Linked DNA regions of Zea mays: region 1 is linked to region 2. Evidence: chromatin contacts called from public Hi-C data. All regions are on one chromosome and are shown on one strand. The core of a region is the stretch at or near the end of the contact, and the rest is flanking DNA. Distances in the headings are between cores, read along the strand shown. Region 1 holds the start of LOC100283156. Region 2 holds the start of LOC606479 (protein disulfide isomerase 8).

Region 1 (4,024 bases), core at 160-2,659, 370 kb after region 2:
TCTCCTCCCTTGGCCACAACTCTCTTGATGAACACATCACCTGAGCTGTAGCCATAAACCTGCAATGAAAACGTTCGATTCAGACATCACCATTCACCGTATCAGGTATGAGAAAACAATCCAGGGAGGCTGGAAATGGCACCTGAAGTCCTGGGGGAGCCCGGAAGATCACGATGTCCGAAATTTCTGGATCCCGGAATATGTATGAGACCTGCAGATCACAATAACACCAGATCATGCACAACAACAAACATAAAAACGGCATGGTACATCTCTGAAAACCAAAATGTTCTGTCAGGCAAAGGCTCTATCTACCTTCTCAGCAAGTATCCGATCACCGACATCGAAGGTCGGGTACATGGACTTGGACGGGATGGACTTCGGCTCGGCCAGGGACGACCCGTAGAGAAGTGGCACGGTCACAGCCGCAAACGCCGTCTTGGCGTCATCGGAGCAGGAGCTGACCCACCTCGACAGCCAGTTGCTCCTGCTCATCGCTGCACCAGCACCACTGCTCGTCGCAATTCCGGTAGAACCAGTAGAAGCACCAATCAACGCCTTCTTGGGGGGAGCCGAAGGCGCCAGCGAGCGGGGAGGGGAAGAGGGTGCCGAAGACGACGAGGTGGCAAGGTCGCTGCACGGGAGCCACCTCGCTGTCTGCAGGAACGGGAGGAAGGAGGTGGGGTTGAAACCGAGGGAAATCGGCGACGAGCCTGAGAGAGAAGCCGCCGATCCGGTGGTTCCAGGCGTCGGTCCCGTCCTCTGCGCAAGCACCGAGAGCAGCCCCACGGCAAGAGACGGCGGCGGCGACTTGGACGATAAGCACGCACGCGTGAGCAGCAACGAGTGAGCTCCGGCGGCGATGGCCTGGGGCTTCGGGTGGTTGTAGTCGCCTCCGTCATGGCGGTCGCTGCCGCTGCCGCGGTGCTGCTCGGGCTGGCGGGTGGAGGTGAAGATGCAGAAGGGGCGCCAGGCGCCGTCATGGAGGAGGCGGCTGCCCGAGGCGGAGGCGGAGGAGAAGCGGTGGCCGAGCGACGCGGCGAGGTTCTGCGCCACGTAGCCGGAGTAGGAGACGGTGATGCGGATCGCCATGGCGAACAGGCAGAGGAGCCGTAGCGAGAGCGAGAAGAGGCGGATGGGGCTGTCGAGGAAGCAAGCGGAGATTGGGGCGTCGACGAGCTAGAAGCAGGCGGCCATTCCGGAGGGTTAAAGAGTGTGTGGAGGGTGCGTCGGAAAAGTCCAGGTGAGGTCTTCCGGCGAGCTACCTCGCCGGAAGACGACGTCAACGGTGGCGGTCAAGGAGGAAGCGGCGAGGTGAAGGCGAATTGGGGGAGAACGGAGAAGCGAAGGGCCAAAAGATTGGTGTGGTTTATAGACGCGTGGACGACTTTTCTGAGAACGTGGAGGGATGGAGGCCCTCGGGTTTAGGAAATCCTGTTTGATGTAACATCATCGGTCGCAATCGCAAATAGTAAGTATATAGCTTTTTATGTTATAAACCTTTATAATTTTAGTTAAATTCTGGAGTCAAAATAATCCTTCATAATTTCTTCTTATAATTTTAGTTAAACCAAGATTCTTTGACTGTCCAAAAAGTTAAAATGTCTTAGACTGGGATGGCAATGAGTCGGATTTAGATCGAGTGAAGCAAAAAACTCGTCCGTGATTATATCTGTAAAGACTACCAAAACCCACTCATAATACATAGCTGGCAGTATATAAGAGTTTCTTGCTATCTAGTTAAAAATTAACTAAAACAAGCTCTAGCACATCTAAACATGAGAGGTGAGCTAATTTTTTAATTAAATCTTCAATTAGTTGTTATCCAACTAGCTAGTAAACTATAGTTAACTCGATCTAAATTTTAGCCCAAGTAGTAACTAACTATGTGTATCAAACATTTGTTTACTTGTGAATTTTGGGGATAAGATACATAACGAGAAATTGACATGGAATCTGACCAAATTAACATTTGAATATGCTTTCAAATAAATAGCTACTATGAAGCATGCATCTTGTTTGCAATAGAAAGTACAACTTCTTGACCCATCGTCTAGTATTTTCTGAATCTCTACTTTTTTAAAGCACCATGTCACATGTGAAGCACGTATATCTGTCCATTTTCTCCGACAGGAAGTCATACCCAACGCAGCGCTCCCACAGTAAGTCATACCCAACGCAACGCTCAATAGGTTGTTACATCATAGATAGGTCATGAGAAACTATCTAACCCTAACACGACAGGAAGTCATACCCAACACAGCGCACCCACAGTACCACCTTGCTAGCTGAAGGAGGACGAGCAATCGAGCGAGCTATAAAAAAAGGCCAGGCTACTTTTCAACTCATATATTTTTCGTTCTTTTGGCTAAGATAAAATATAATATTTATTCTTATCAACTTAATATCTAACATGTGAATCTTATGTTCATTTTAATATTAAACTAGCTAGTTACTCGTGCTTTGCTACGGTTGTTATATATCATATAAATAGGTATTGAGATATTTATTTAAATATAATTATTGTTTATTTCTAAACACTAAGGTAAATGTGGTCTAGTGACTAGTGGTTAACCCCAAATTTTCTGAGCAGGTGGTAGCACTAGATGACTACATTAAGTTCTTAATAGAATAATATAGATTTATTTTTTATAAGTATCAAATATGATTATATGACGTCACAATGCATAAGCATTATAATGTTGTTTTAACTTGTATAAGCAGATATCACAAGTATACATCATAAATGTGGCAAGAAGGGGGCGTGAGAACAAGTTATATATTTTCTATCCAAATTTTTGGAGCTGAGCCAGGGGTGGACCCAACAGGCTTTTGTACCTATAGTAATAGTAAATAAAATAGAAAGTCCATTAAAATGAGAGGGGTATGTGCTTCCACTCGCCACAACGCAAGTCTGTCTCTTACTAGAGCTAATAGTTACGGAGTAGTTGTTAAAATTAGCTGAAAACATCCCAACAATTTAGCTGATAGTTAGAGCATCTCCAATTTTTCTCTAAGCAACTCCGTACGTTTCAAATTTAAGAAGTGAAAAATAATTATCCAATAGTTCTCTAAATGGACTTGTTAAATATAGTTACTTACTATCTAACTCAATTTGGTCTTGGAGACTAGATAGCCATTTTCGATAACAGTTGCCGCCTAATATTTTCACACCACGCAGTGAGATTTGGCGCATTTTTTTTCACACCACGAGGCAGGCTCAAGCAAACATTATTAAAAAAATCAAGACACAATGATTAAATTATAGAAGAATATAGTTTACCTAAAACACTGTTTTTCACTGTTATGCATCGTAAATTGTTTGAATATAGGGACTGAAACGTGTAAGCTGCTGGACCCCATATTCATATTTAAATTTTACTCTTCGAATCGTATAGTCTATAATGCAGAACAGTGTTTTAGGTAAACTATAAGTAATCTGCTGGATGTGGTCTAAGTTGTGCGCCACCAAGCTCATTTCTTGCAGTTGTGCGCTGCCACGGAGATCTGCCATCAGGGAGATCCATAGCCACGGAGAGGCCAAAAAAATAGAAAATAAGCGCACGCAACATAAAACAGAAAAATGGATCCACCAAATATAGACTTAAAATTAAAGTACTTTCTAAATATTAGGAACAGTTGGAGACCAAACTATTTTTTACTCTCAATAGCTATTTAGCAGTCTGTTAAACATGAGTTTAGGGAGCATTTTTTAGAGAAAAATTGGAGATATTCTTAGCTAGATATTTGTTAGCCAGTTAATTCTACTAGAATTTTTTTGACAACTAATTATTGGTTCTAGTGTATTCAAACAAGCCCTAACAGACCCTTAATCCTAAGACAAAATTTTATGTTCAAACTACATGTGTTAGAATATCTTCAAGAGACTAACCAAATAGCTCACCATGCCAAATTTTGGCTAATCAACAACAAAATATCTCTACAACATATTAGTTATCTGACTCGCCAAGCTATCCGACTCTCCAAATTGACTCCCTTACTAGCCAAACTTGGATAGCCACCT
Region 2 (4,344 bases), core at 480-2,979:
GGCGTCTCGATGAATCATCGTGACTCGGTAGAATTCAAAAAGTTAGGTGTCCATGGAATTCTAGACTATGGTGAAGCTTTTGGGCTTGGTCTTAGTGGAGGTAAAGCTACGACGAACTCGAAACGCGAGATCAAACCCTAACAATGGCGATCGAGCTCTGAAACGTTGCGTTCGAGTATCTAGAAGGCTAGGGCTTGATTGGATGGAGCAGAACCCTAACAAATGTTCCTCGAGTAAGCAGTAACGATCCTCAAACTTGGTATGCAGTGTCATTTGGATCCTCGAACTCAAAAAGCTAGTAAAACATGTTCTCTAACTTAGGGTGTGTTTGGTTTGGCTTTTGCCTCCTAAAAGCCAAACCAAATGACTGGATCCAGGAAGCAGCTTTTTTAAAAAGCCGACTTTCTCGCAATGTAAAAATGAAAGCACCTCTGACCTACTTTTAGTGGTTTTCGGATGGAACTGTGAAAACATAAATTGAAGAATTTTTAACGGCTTTTAGTGGTTTCCACCAAACGGGTTTTAGCTTTTTAACAGCTCATAGCCCACAACAGCTTTTTTCACAGCTCACAGCCCACAACAACTTTTTTCACAGCCAAACAAACAGACTCTTAGTGAGCCCATATAAAACCGTTTGAAATAAGGTTTTCTCAAACTGGATGCCGACGTGGCGTGCTACGTTGAGCACACTAATCAAAGTTTGGGGACCCAAATGACACAATATATTAAATCTGGGGATCCAAGTGACAGGACATGCTAAGTTTGGAGACCACGCCACGTCGACATCCGGTTTGAGCAAACCCGTTTTTGGATGGTTGTGTATATGGGTCGTCTAAGTTAGAGGATCCGTTGGTTTTTCGATTTCGGTGACCCAAGTGACACAACGTGTCAAATTCGAGGAGCATTGTTGCATTTTACTCAATCTTTCCTCTAATAAGATTCTCCTTTTTCATTTCTCTACGTATAAGTTAAATTTCAAGTTCATATTTTTTTGAGGTGATTCACGACATTATCTACGTTACAAAAATATGTTTAAACAAATTTATCATTATTTCATATTCAGTTTTGTACCATTAAAAATATGATCTTATTTGATAGCTAACCTATCAAAACAATTTTAAAAATCATAATATAATGTTCTAGGCTAAGTTATGACATTAGCTAAAAAAATGGAACTAAAAACTCACTTTGTACATAAAAAATAAAAATATAAATTTTACTAAAGGGTAGATTAATCAAACTCAAATAGGTGGAGGGGGTAAAATGAACTACAAATTACTTTATGGGGTTATATGAATATTGTTTATAGGTGAGAGAGTAATTTAGACTTTTTTCTAATATAATTTGTGACACATACGATCCATTTTGCGACTTTGGATCCTATTACTGGGCTGAGACTGCCGACCGCTTGGTAATTTAGCTCGATCCGGCCCATCATGTGTTTTTCGCGTCCTTTCTTTCAAAAGGACTTTCGGACCATATTCTCCACACAAAAAAGGCTTTCGGACCATATTTTGTGCAGACCCCAAACAAGATGCTCCGAGGCCGCAGTCCGGACCAATGGTCCAATCTCCAACTCCAATGCCCTCGCGCCAGCAAGAGAAGCCACTCCGACGTGGACAAACCACAGACGTGGAGGGCATCGATTGGTCTGCACACGCGTCCGTCTCTTAGCGAGGATGCAGGCTTAAATCGCAGCACCACTGCGAAACCCGATCGCTAGTCGTCTCGTCACTGCCGTTTGATCCCTCCACCCGTTTCCAGAAGCTTCGCGGCTCCGTCATGCGTCCCGCCGTCGTCACGGTGCTCCTCCTAGTAGCAGCGGCCGCCTCGCCGGCCGCCGCACTCTACTCCGCCGGTTCCCCCGTCCTCCAGCTCAATCCCAACAACTTCAAATCGAAGGTCTCGCCCGACTCCCACTGCCCCTTCAGCAACCAGATCGGCGCCTCCATTTTAGGTTCTCTCTGATCAGTGTGCCGCCTTTCGCTTTAGTGCAGGTGCTGAACTCGAACGGCGTGGTGCTGGTTGAATTCTTCGCGCCGTGGTGTGGGCACTGCAAGCAGCTGGCGCCGGCTTGGGAGAAGGCTGCCGGCGTGCTCAAGGGCGTTGCCACGGTCGCAGCGCTTGATGCCGATGCGCACCAGGCGCTCGCGCAGGTGAGCGTGCCTCCTCATTCACCTTGTTCCCATGTAATTCGTCCACGGGCGTCCGAGTTGACCTGATTGTTCAATGGAGTGATCTCGGCATCACTTCCTACGATTGTACGGTAGTTTGGTCGCATTAGGTGATAATTTCCTAGACTAATGTGCAGTGTCACACCAATACTTGGATTCCATATATAGATGCTAAACCAGGGATGGGAACAGGTTTTATTAATTTGTTCTGATCCTCAGCAGTGCATTGCAACACTTATCTGGTGGTTTAGGTCTAGGAATGGTAAATTTATTGGCATTCAGTGCATCTAAATTTTTTTAGTATTTGTTTAAAATTTAGCACTGTGCATAAGTTGGAGGTTGGAGCACATGTCATATTTGTTATGCATACGTAACTGTTGTATGACAAGAGAACGAAATATGGCGATTCTTCACAGAAAGTTATTTTAAGAGGGAGGGAGGGGTGAAATTCTTGTTCCGTTACTATTAATGAAACCATCTTCTGTATAGCAAACTTTACGTATTGGTTTCTTTAGTTAAGCTATTATAATTTAGCAGTTTGTGAGTGGTTTTGACTTTTGAGTTACTGTTAGTTATGAACTTGCATGTTGAATTGGCAATTTGTTGATAAATCTGATGAAAATTTTGCATTGACTAGAATTTTATATCCTTTAGCGCATATGTTTAAGAGTTTTGTTAATGCTTTGACGATAACTTATTGCTAATGTGCCTCTAAAACGTACATACAATAAAATATTCATAACAAATTAATGTCAGCTGCAATAAGCCCTGTGGGACAGCAAAGAAGACAGACAAACTCAGGGTAAACAATATGATTGAAACTAATTCTGGTCAAGTGACCCCAGATCAGGATATCTTCTTTTTATACTATGAGTCTGATAAGTTTTTTGTTTCACTTCCCCCAAATAGTTCTCCACAAATTTGGTCTGACTTGCATACTTTTCATAGATCTGTGCTTGCACCGCTATCAGTTTAGTTGATTCTGAATGCATTTTTTACAGGAATATGGAATCAAGGGATTTCCCACTATTAAGGTGTTTTCCCCTGGTAAACCTCCAGTTGATTATCAAGGAGCAAGAGATGTAAAGCCGATTGTAGAGTTTGCTCTGTCACAGGTTTGTTGCATCAGATGCTACTTAGATGGCCTTTATTTTTCTTCTATTTGTTCATTGGCTATATTTCAGTCACTTAGAGTATATACTAGGTCGTAGGTATGACTCATGCAGTTATGCTTTTGCTATATCTTTTTACTGGACACATTTCATGCTTTGCGCAAAGCCCATGCAATATGCTTTTCAGAAAACATTTAGCTTTAGTGGCTTAGAAGAATTACTTTGGATCTTAGGCTCTTAGCGTACTATGAAAACAACTGTTATATATATAGGCTGAAAGTAGTTTTGTGGTTGAGTTCTTGATTCTTGATCGTGCTGTTTATGTTTTTTATTAAACAAATGACTGACCTGATTAATGCCTTGAACATTCAAATTTCTTGTCTATTAGGCGTTGAGGCAGTCAATGCATTCCTCTAGTTCTCTGTGTTCAGTTCACAGGTCAAGGCCCTTCTTAAGACAGTCTACGCTTTTGGCAAACCATTTGATTTCAGTAACTCATAAGAATGACTTTGAATCTTAGTGTGCTATGAAAACAACTGATATCTTTATATTGGATGAAAATAGTTTTGTGGGTAGAATTCTTGATTGCTCTCTCTATGTCATTTTAAACAAATGGCTGTCCTAACCAATTCCTCAAACAGATGAAGTTCTTTAGTAGGCATCGAGGCAGTTAATGCATTGCTCTAATTCTGTGTGTATTCTGCTATTCACAGGTCAAGTCCCTTCTTAGAGATAGGTTGAGTGGTAAGGCATCAGCAGGGTCAAATGGCAAGACATCTGGAGGCTCAAGTGAGAAAAGTGAACCAAGTGCATCAGTAGAATTAAATTCACGCAACTTTGACGAGCTTGTTGTCAAAAGCAAGGACCTTTGGATTGTGGAATTCTTTGCGCCATGGTATGAAGCTTGCTGTGCACATACTGTTTATCATATAATTTGGGTTATTGTACATTCTTTGCTATCTGTTTCTCAAATAGAGGAGGAAAAATGTCCCAGCAACTTGTGTAAAATTATGCAATCTCTCACTAAGAGTATTCTAGGGCATTATCCTTAATTTTAT

Evidence for each region. A called contact is a pair of places that touch in the nucleus more often than the background predicts.
Region 1: a Hi-C map of ear shows a contact between it and region 2, with 2.9 times the contacts expected there. The contact joins the promoter of LOC100283156 here to the promoter of LOC606479 in region 2. A contact is called at or near these places in 3 of 25 Hi-C or Micro-C datasets (ear, leaf and tassel).

Annotation. Positions count from the first base shown.
Region 1 is chr7:130,174,877-130,178,900 of Zm-B73-REFERENCE-NAM-5.0, forward strand. It overlaps LOC100283156, which reads right to left and starts at 1,410. Exons shown (of 6, transcript NM_001156058.2): 1 at 316-1,410; 2 at 143-211; 3 at 1-59. The coding sequence starts at 1,092.
Region 2 is chr7:129,801,859-129,806,202 of Zm-B73-REFERENCE-NAM-5.0, forward strand. It overlaps LOC606479 (protein disulfide isomerase 8), which reads left to right and starts at 1,730. Exons shown (of 9, transcript NM_001112334.2): 1 at 1,730-1,902; 2 at 1,998-2,156; 3 at 3,176-3,289; 4 at 4,000-4,181. The coding sequence starts at 1,783.